Linked DNA regions of Mus musculus: region 1 is linked to region 2. A link is a contact called in public Micro-C data. All regions are on one chromosome and are shown on one strand. The core of a region is the stretch at or near the end of the contact, and the rest is flanking DNA. Distances in the headings are between cores, read along the strand shown. Region 1 holds the start of Fndc3a (fibronectin type III domain containing 3A). Region 2 holds the start of Rcbtb2 (regulator of chromosome condensation (RCC1) and BTB (POZ) domain containing protein 2).

What was found. Hi-C and Micro-C count contacts between places; a contact is called where the count stands out from the background.
Region 1: a Micro-C map of embryonic stem cells shows a contact between it and region 2, with 4 times the contacts expected there. The contact joins the promoter of Fndc3a here to the promoter of Rcbtb2 in region 2. A contact is called at or near these places in 10 of 39 promoter capture datasets (the 3T3-L1 cell line, the C10 cell line, embryonic stem cells and 5 more), 2 of 484 Hi-C or Micro-C datasets (both in embryonic stem cells), 8 of 115 datasets of contacts at active chromatin or transcription factors (acute myeloid leukemia, astrocytes, bone marrow-derived macrophages and 5 more) and 2 of 9 other capture datasets (adipose tissue and liver).

Annotation. Positions count from the first base shown.
Region 1 is chr14:72,706,789-72,711,688 of GRCm38.p6, forward strand. Fndc3a (fibronectin type III domain containing 3A) reads right to left here and starts at 3,215. Exons shown (of 26, transcript NM_207636.2): 1 at 2,930-3,215.
Region 2 is chr14:73,139,355-73,144,037 of GRCm38.p6, forward strand. Rcbtb2 (regulator of chromosome condensation (RCC1) and BTB (POZ) domain containing protein 2) reads left to right here and starts at 3,156. Exons shown (of 15, transcript NM_001170694.1): 1 at 3,156-3,239.

The DNA.
Region 1 (4,900 bases), core at 1,965-4,464, 430 kb before region 2:
TCACAGCACTTTCAGTCACAGTGGATGCTACACACTTTAAAGATATTGTGCTAAGTTTTTGTTAATGGTCTCCTTTGTTATTGTACACTTCTCAGATAATTTGTAAATTACTTGAAGGAACACATCCCACTGCTTTTGTATCCCTTACTTTAAATAAAAGCTCATCATTCTCTGAGTCTAAGCCATCTCCTCCCAAGCACTATCGTGCAGCAGCTATCTTGTGCAGAAAACTAGCCTAAAGCTTGGGAGTGGTTGATAGGGGATGGGGATCATCAGAAGATGAAACTCACAAAGAAGTTACTGGTAGCCCAGAGGCCGCATGGCAAATGTACACAGTATACATTAAGGCAAACAAAACCCAACCAGTTGGAGAGAAGGTTAAGGATACTGATATAAAAAGAACTCTGAAATAAAGACTAGAGGATTAAACAGGATAAACACTCACAATACATGTAAAAGAACAAAATGTGCCCTTTATCTCTGTGGGTCATCAATTTCTTTGTAATAAGGCACTCTTGATACACATGTTGTACCAAAGTGATCAACTAAAGTACTATAGGACTCAATGGACAGAATTCTAAAGCTGACTTTTTTTTAAACACTCAGAACTTATTTTAGTAATTCTTGTTTTAGAGATAGCATTTAACAACAAAAACCAACGAATTGCTTATCAATACCAGGCTAATAAACTTGGAAATCATATGCGCGTCCTTATATCATGAACCAAGACAAACCCAAAACTCATTTTCATGAAAAAAAAATGCAGTAAGAATGTTTTGCTTTGAAATACCTATTTTGTTTACATCATCAAATGATATTTTAACACTACAGGCAAAATATAAGATGAATAAGCCATATATATGCCAAAAATATAAATATTTTCAAGTAGAAATATTACATATGAGTCTAAGCTATGGCTGAACAAATCATAAATTAAATGTCTTTTACTGAAGTCAAGCTAAAAGACAATATCCATTACAATATTCTTTATTTTTCTCCTGTGTTTTCCAGAATCTCTCAGCCTACATCTCACTAGACAAGGAAAGCAGAGAATTTTTTTCTTCATTTGTATTCAATTTATAGAAATATAGAGATGTAAAAAGGAATCATTAAATGTATGGTAAAATAAATCATCTCTCAATTACATGAAGAGGAAATGATGACACATCACACACACACATACACACACACAAAATCTGTGTTTTCAAATGCACACCATTAATTTGGGAGAAGAAAATTCCCCTTACAATCATGCTTCCCTGAGGCTAGTGTTAATTAAGCATGAGTTTCTTTTTCCTGACCACTGGTGACGAGGATTCAGACAGAAGGGGAAAAGGAAAGAGTTAAGGCAGAGGCATACAGGTGGCCAAAGGGAAGCAGCCTGAGAGAAAAACGTCCCACTTAACCTACAAAGCAAGCCTGGAGAGGATCTATGAAGATAAAACAACACAGAGAAATTTAATATGAAAATGCTAAAATTTTTAAACGTAAAACCTAAACAAGATTTTTCTCCCTATCCCCTTATCTTCTCTCCTCCCTTCAGAGGATGTTATTAGTGGTAAATTACAAGAGGACTAAATTTTTTTAAAAACCCAACGAAAAGCCATGTTTTAAAAGACCTTATCATTGCTTTCCAATAGGCCCAACACCTGTCTCCATGGGTAACTGATCTCATTAGTTGAGAAAAAAAAAATCAATTTAAACAAGAAAATGTTAAGAAGGCAGGGGGGTCATCTCTCTGGAACATTTTTAGGTGACTTAAACAACATTTCCGAGATGACAAGAATTACACACTCCGCAAATACACACAAACTAAATATTTATCTAAACACGGGATATGAGCCAGAAATCTCAATTTGCTTCTGTCTGACATATGGCTCGGTTTTGACTGGCATATGTTTCGTACTGATACTGGCAAAAGCATAGTGATTCAAATATTACAGAAAAGCTTCAACTGCTCTTTCATTCTTACAACTCATCTTAGCCAAGAGGCTGAGAGGCGATGCTTATTTGCTTCTTACAACACGCACAAACTTGGGTTTCAAGAACTGAAACAGACCACAATAGGATGCAGCAACATCATTATGTGGCTCGGTGTTTTTTAAAGTCTACCCGTGAGCACTTCAAGATTATAATACAAAAAGAGGGAAAGCCTTGTCCGCCTGCCACTGTCAGTTAGTAGACGGACAGCCGAGAAGGTGCCCAAAGGAACTTACAGTCTCACTAAAATAAATAATCTCTAGCTCACCATCCTTAGCACCCTCAGCAATCTCTCTCTCTCTCTCCCTCCCTCTCTCTCTCTCTCTCTCTCTCTCTCTCTCTCTCTCTCTCACACACACACACACACACACACACACACGAATACCCCCCAATGCTTTTTATGAAAGGTGATAGTTTAATAAAACTACAATTACCTATCACACACGGTAAAAGCAGCAAGCGCTAGCGATCTGACGTCGAAATTACTCGCTCCTTTTCCTTCACCCAGCGCGTGCCGCCCTTTCCCAGAGTCGTGTCAAAAGTTCACCCACGCAGGCTGCCGAGCTGGGCGAGCACCGCAGCCTCCCTTCCTCCTCGCCACCGACCGAACAGGTGGTTGCCTTACCTGGGGAAGAGGAGCCGCCAGGCACCGGCTGCGGCGGCCGCCCGGGCGGCCAGGCAGGCGGGCGCAGACCCGAAGGGCGTGTTTTCGAGGATTTAACCCTCAGGTGCGCAGGCAGCGCTCCGCTGTCGCCGAGCCCCGGCAGGTGTCGCGCACGTCCCCGCCGCGTCCCGGGTCCGTCACCCCGCGGACGGCGCGGCCTCGCGTGGGGGCGTCGCCCGTCCGCCCGCCCTCCCCGACGGGCTCAGCCCTCCGGCGGCGCGGCCCGCAGCCCCAGCCTAACGGTTTCCCCGACGCGGGCTCCGGCGTCCCCCTGCCGGCTCTCACCTCCGAATCCCGCCGCTCCGAAGCGAAGGAAGGCGGATCCCCCACCCCGGGCGTCTCTCCTGCGAGGCTCCGGCTCGTCCTCTCACTCGCTTGGCGGTGGGCCGGGGCTCCCGCGGCCGCCGCTGCGCTGACTGCTGTGGAGGGGGGTTGTTGGGGAGGGGTGTTTCCCGGCAGTGACGGCGCCGCCGCCTCAGCCCCGCTCTTCGCTCCCTCTCCGCGTAGCTCCCGCTTTCTGTTTCACCCGAGGGACCGCGAATGCCGCCGCCGCCATGATTACTACGGAGCCGGGAGGAGGAGCCCGGAGTCGGCGCGCCCAGTGCGGCTGCGCGAGCCCCGCCGACGGCGCCCCCGGCCGCCTGGACCCGGAGCCCCCGCGCGCGCACACACACACACACACACACACACGAGCTCGAGCGCGCGCACCCGAACCCGCTCGCCCGCCGCCCCGCAAGCCGAGGCTTCCCGGGCCCGCAAGTGTGTGTGGCATGCGAGCTCCGGTGCCGCTCTCCCAGAGCCCGGGAACTGTGCGGATGATTGACGTATCCGGGGCCCCACACGCCATTCCGAATGCAGTTTAGAAAGCGCCCCCCACCCACCGCCCCCAGAGACGAACCGTGTCAGCCCCTCTCGGCAAGCCCCAGAACTTAGGATGCCGGCAGGTGCTTTTAGAGGCAAGCCCCGGACGGGGAAGCGCCCCGAAGTGGGCTCAGACCTTCCCACTCCCAGACGGTTAGAGCCCCGGCATTTTCTAGCACCCACGAAACAGATTTACGTCTTTCAGAAACGCACAGCTTAAAGGTTCTGGACTCGGACCAGCCGAATCTAGTGGAAACCCGTTACCTTGACGTCTGCCACCGCGGAGAGCGAAGCGGAGGCGGCGACAATTTCCTTAAGCCTCGAGCGATGGGGGGGCGGTGGGGGGGACGCTGCAGTAGCGCCTGAGGGCCGGCCCGGACTGCTTACTTTTGCAGTTTCACCGGAAGCCTTAGGGAGAGGGTCGTCTTTGGGAACCTGAGTCCTCCCCCTGTCCAGCCAAAACTGGTGACTGATGAAACCAGGTTCCACGTCTGACTTGTAGTTCAGTTTATTGGTTGCGCTGCGTTTTAAGGTGGCAATCTTTTTTTTTTTTTTAATCATTTGACAGAAATCTCTCGAAGATGTACGAATTTCTTACGTTCTTAAAAAAGAAAAAAACAAAACAGAACTGGATAATGAAATTCTTAGTGGATCATTGAATATCAAATAAGATACTCAGACAGTACCAAAGTCCCATGGGATTGCAGAGGTGTGCGCGAGTGTATAAAATCCCCACCTTGGTGCTGTTTTATTTGCAGTGTTCTTACTTTTCTTAAAGACCCCTCACTTGGCTTGTGTTCATCTGCCTGTACATCCACTTTAACCATTTCTATTTTCCTGTGGTGGTGTTTTTTAAGCCCCGCTTTCTTCCTTCTCCACCTACTTTTTGCTATGGCTGCAGGCAATGATTGATCCGATGTTTGTATCCACAGCTAGCTAATGAGAGGTTATTTTTCTTCCCGTCAACAAGTAGGATAGTGATTCTATCAAATTGCATCTTGAGATATTTGGGGGTTGGGGAGAGGGGGCAAAAGTCCTTTCCCTGAGAGAAATGTTTCATTTTCTTAACTTCCAGCTTTGGCCCTCTTCCAGACAAAATTACTGGAAAGCTGAGCTTGGAATAACAGAAGTATAACTGCTCATTGTTTTGCAATAGGAGAGTTTATATCTGAATGTGGAGGACTTGTGTGGCTTCCCCTTACTGCTGCCCAACTCTTGTTCGGTTGGAGGCTAAAGTCTCCAAAGTTAACTCCAAACTAGTATTTTCCAAAGCATTGCTCTTGTAAACTTCGTAAAAATGCCGAATCCTACCGCTACTCCCTCAAGATTCTGGTTCCATGATTCAGTGGTAGACAAAAAATAATAATAATGAAAAAAATTAAAAATAAAAAATGA
Region 2 (4,683 bases), core at 1,906-4,405:
CAAGGAACCAACGTTAGTTTTGGTGGGTGTGATGGATGTAGGCACTGAGCATCAACAACTATCAATGTCAAAATAATATTTTGATTAGAACTTTTAAGATTCTTTATCTTTTAGAGCTATTCACTGAAATATTGGTAGATGAATAAGATGTTTCACTATAACATGATGGTAGGGAGAAGAAAATACTTATAAGACAAGGTGGGTCACACAGTACTGACTGTTAAATGAATCTCAATTTTATTTTCCTGGTTAATTATTCTATTTTAACATTTTATTTTTTTTACTTTTTCCTAAAATTGATAAGAAAAAGTGTGGCTTTTGATCTGCTATGCTTTAATTTACTCAAATATTCTATATATTTATCAGATAAATATATAGGTTATTTCTCGAGTGTGTTATATGAATGGTGGTGTCTTTTCTTTTTCATGTGTTAGAACCTGGTAGCCAATTACAGAGTGGGCCTGTCAGATGTGCTTAGGTCACAGGGAAGGGATGAGACTCCAGGGAGCTCCCTCACCCTGTAGTTACAGCAGGACAGGGTTAGCCTTTCCACAGTAAGGGGACAAGTGTGGTCTAGAGCAGAGAGCAAGCCTTTAGCAGACACCAGGTCTTCTGATGGTGTCATCCTGGCCTTCTTGACTCCCAAAAATGTGACACTGAAGTTTTGGTGATGGCAGCGTGAATGGACAGATGCCATGTTCTCCAGTTATAAACAACGCTGTAGTGATGATCCTTTGATGTGTTTCCATGCCAGGAAAGTCCTGACCGTGAGACTGTTGAGGCAAAGGGCAGACTGTTTACCGGAAATGACTTCCTCTAACAAGCTAAGCTTTGTTATATTTTTAAAACATGTAGGTAACCCCAGGCTTTCAGCTCGTATTCCATTGGGTTTGTGGATTCATTTTAGAATAGACTCTTTCCTAAGGACAAGGGTCTTCACTTTGCCTTGCCCCTGGGGAGTTTTAGTTCTCCTCGCTGATTTTATGTTGACTTTGTAACTGGATATCAGTCCATTCCTGATGACATCCACAAACGCCTTTGATTTTAATTTCAGTTCATTTCCTAAATGTTTCAAAGTATGGTTAGGTCAGGCCCAAAGTGAGAAAAGTTCAGGTGGTGTTTGCCCAGAGATCTGGGGTCCCAATCCTGCTGGTCTTCTTGTCTGAAGTCTCTAGATATACATACTAAGCAAAGCATGCGAACGAGATCACTGTTTCAGGCTTGATACAGGCTGATGTTAAGCTGGTGCAAATTAGACCACAACATTGTACTATAAACATCTACAATACTCAGAGCCCAACCTGCCTGTTGAAATCTGCTCTGCTCGTCCTAGCACCCCACCCACAATCTCCGTCCTTGTTCTTAAAATACTGGGAAAGGCTACTTTGGAGCACACCACTGGCCAGAAATTTGTACAATCATTAGTCAAAGAGCATTTTGTTCAGAACCCTGCTGTTTCAGGCACAAGGAAGAAAGAGCTGAAGAAACTAAAGCGTCGCCTGCCCTTTTGGGGGAGGGGTTCAAATGTTTTCTCTTTCCTCCAGCTTTACATAGAGCAGTGAAAAGGGTCACTCCCCAAGCCTATCACTAGACAGGTACCCTATGAGCAGACAGTATGCTACCCTAGCTCCGTGACAACTCTGCCTTCTAGGACAGACATCCATAAACGCCTCTGAATTGAACTCATCAAAAAATGAAACGGGGTTATCTATGATGGTGCATGCCTACAACCGTATCTGAGGGATTGGTTGGTACGAAGAGTTCAATGTCAGTTTTAGCCATTTGGTCTCAAAATACTTTTTGTGTGTATAATTGCGTCACCTAAAGCAACTGCTTCAATTTCAGGTCTCTTGGTCCATCGTCATCATATGCCATCCAGGGTACCATGGGGATGCAGCAACTGTATCCCTGTACTTCTTAGATATACTCTTGTTTGTTCGTTTTGTTTGTTTCTTCGTTTTGGATTTTTGAGACAGGGTTTCTCTGTGTAGCCCTGGCTGTCCTGGAGCTCACTTTGTAGACCAGGCTGGCCTCGAACTCAGAAATCCACCTGCCTCTGCCTCCCGAGTGCTGAGATTAAAGGCGTGCGTGTGCCACCACCCCGGGCTTAGATATACTCTTAAGAGGTTTATTATTGAGTGAATATAGCCACTTACTTTGAACAAAAGGACTGTTGAATTCTCTATCACTTTAAATGGCTAACCAAAACATGCCTACTTCTTTGACTTACTTATAAGACTAACTTTCTTACATTGTAACATATTTATACCACTGAAACAATCCCTGCATTGATCATGGTATTTGTTGTTGGATCCTATTTGATGACATTTTATTTAGGATTAAAACAATATGTCATCTTTGTCAGGTTTTATCAACATGCTTTGTGAGATATTAAACAGTAAAATGCTCTATTTTAAAGGCAAAGATTTTGGGCCCATAAATTATTACGTGACACACCAACCTCACACTTTTTTCTGGCCTTCCACATCTAGTCCTAACTTCATTTTCTTTTCTCTTTAAGCCCAGCCCATTGTTATAATAAGTTCACAGACTGTTGTTTAGCCTAAGCTGAACTTTCAGCCTCAGGAACCGTGAACTTGCTCAAGACAAAGAGGGGATCAAGCCCGCCTCTTCCAAAAAGCCCTTTGTGGATCCTGTGACCCAGCTTGCAGTTACACTGCTAAGGCCTTCATTATCTGACCCACTTTTTAAAGTCATTTGGAAAGAAACCACATGGTCAAGAGGTAAAAGAAGCCCTGTGGAATGAAGAGATGGATTTGAGTCATCTCTAATCATATGGCCCAAGGCAAATTACCCAAATCTCCATTGTCTTCCCCTAAACTGATGTGTGTGTATATATATATATATATAAACACATACATATATATGTGTATATATTTATTATATATAGCACAATGTTTTAATGTATGTATATAATGTGAGGGCAAAGATCAAGCAAGAGGAGGAGGGATGGAGGCTACGATGTTTGAGGCTAACTTGGGCTAATACAGAGCCCCTGTTTCAAAGCCATAACATTATCTCTTCTCTTAGGACTTTCTAGTGCACACTGCTCATAACTGTAGCCACTATGTAGCATAGCAGCCTTCTTTCTGAGCTTGCTCCTCCTAACTGAAATTTGATCACTAGCCCCACAGGCTCCCTTCTCCCTAGTCCCAGTAACCACCTCTCTACTTTCTGTTGGTGCGACTTGACTTTTTCAGTGCTCCTTAATGAGATCCGTAAGTATTTGTGCTGTATGTCTACTTTGCTTAACATCCTCCAGGTTCATTCCAGATCGTCCCAGGTGACAGGATTTCCTTCATTTTAAAGTCGGACAGCTCTCTGGGCCCTCAAACAAGAGACAATGAGGTGGGCCTCCTGGATGGAGTTGCTAAGACTGGACTAGCGCGCACAGAATGCAATTAGCCTCTTATTTCGCAGCAAGCAGGAAAACCAGCGCCTTTGAATGTAAGACCTAAAACCAGAGAGACACAGCTTCCCCGAAATCGGGGCACTAAGCTAGAAAGCGGGGTCCAGCACAGGGTCCCCAGAGAGGCCAGGGTCGCCGATCCCGGCCGAGGAGGGAGGCGGGGCGCAGCGCGCAGCCCCCTCCCTTCTCTTTGTCCCCTTCCCCTTCCCTCGCTCCCTTGAACTCTCTCCTCCTCCTCTGGTTTCTCTTCTCGCTCCCGCGGCCCCCTCCTCCCCGCACGGCTGAACTCGAGCTCAGCCCGCCAGGCCGGGCCGCTTCAGGGGGAGGCGCCAAGTGTCTGCTGTTCTTGGCCCCGGGCGAGCAGTCCCCGCTGCCGGGGAGCGGAAAGGACGCGCGGCGCGGAGGTAAGCCTGCGTGTGGGCGGCAGGCGCGGGTGGGCGGGCGAGTCCCGGGGGCGAAGGCCAGGCGGAGGCCTCACCCTGCGCCCGGCCCGGTGCGCAGCCGCTGCGGGGGCAGGGCGCAGCGCCAACCCACCCGGGCCGGGGCCCGGCGCGCACGCGCGAGCCCGTGGACCAGGTCGCTGGGGTAGCTCTGGGTTCACGTCCCTTCCCGGGCCCTGGGACCGCGTAGCGGTGCGCATGCGCGCAGGCCCAGCCCGGGGTCCGTTTTGTGCGTCGCCCCGAGGCCACGGCTGTGGGGTTCCCGCTTCCAGTTGGGGGAACCCCTGCCCCTGGTGTCTCCAACCCTCCCGTGCACGCGGCGCGAGCTAGCGGTGACGTTTCCAGGACTTTCCGCTCTTTCCCGCCCGCAGCCGCCTCGCCGACCCCATGGCGGCACACGCTTTAGGCCTTTGGTCCCCGAAGTGGAGGGATGGCTGGGAAGGCCTGGCTGTCCTAAGGGTTTTCAGTCCTTTGGGCGTTGCTGAGGCCGGAAGTGGAGGAGTTTAGAGGTGAAAAACTTTTCCCGATGCCCCTTCTTGGCGGCGATGGAACTTCCGCCTGAGTTGAAGCTAGGCTTCCAGCCGCCTTTTTGCCTTTCTTTACAAGGTAAAGATTTAACTCGGACTGTAGCAGAGGACACCGAGGTGCTGCTCCCTTGCACACCCTGAGATTGCCCTGGCTGCACGGACTAAGCTTGGCCACATTGGGCCACTTGACGAGTTTGTTGTGACAATCAGAGAGATTTAATAAATGTGGCCACGTTGGGAAAGGGAACAAAGAGAGGTTCAGTGACCCAGGACCCCTTAGAGGCCC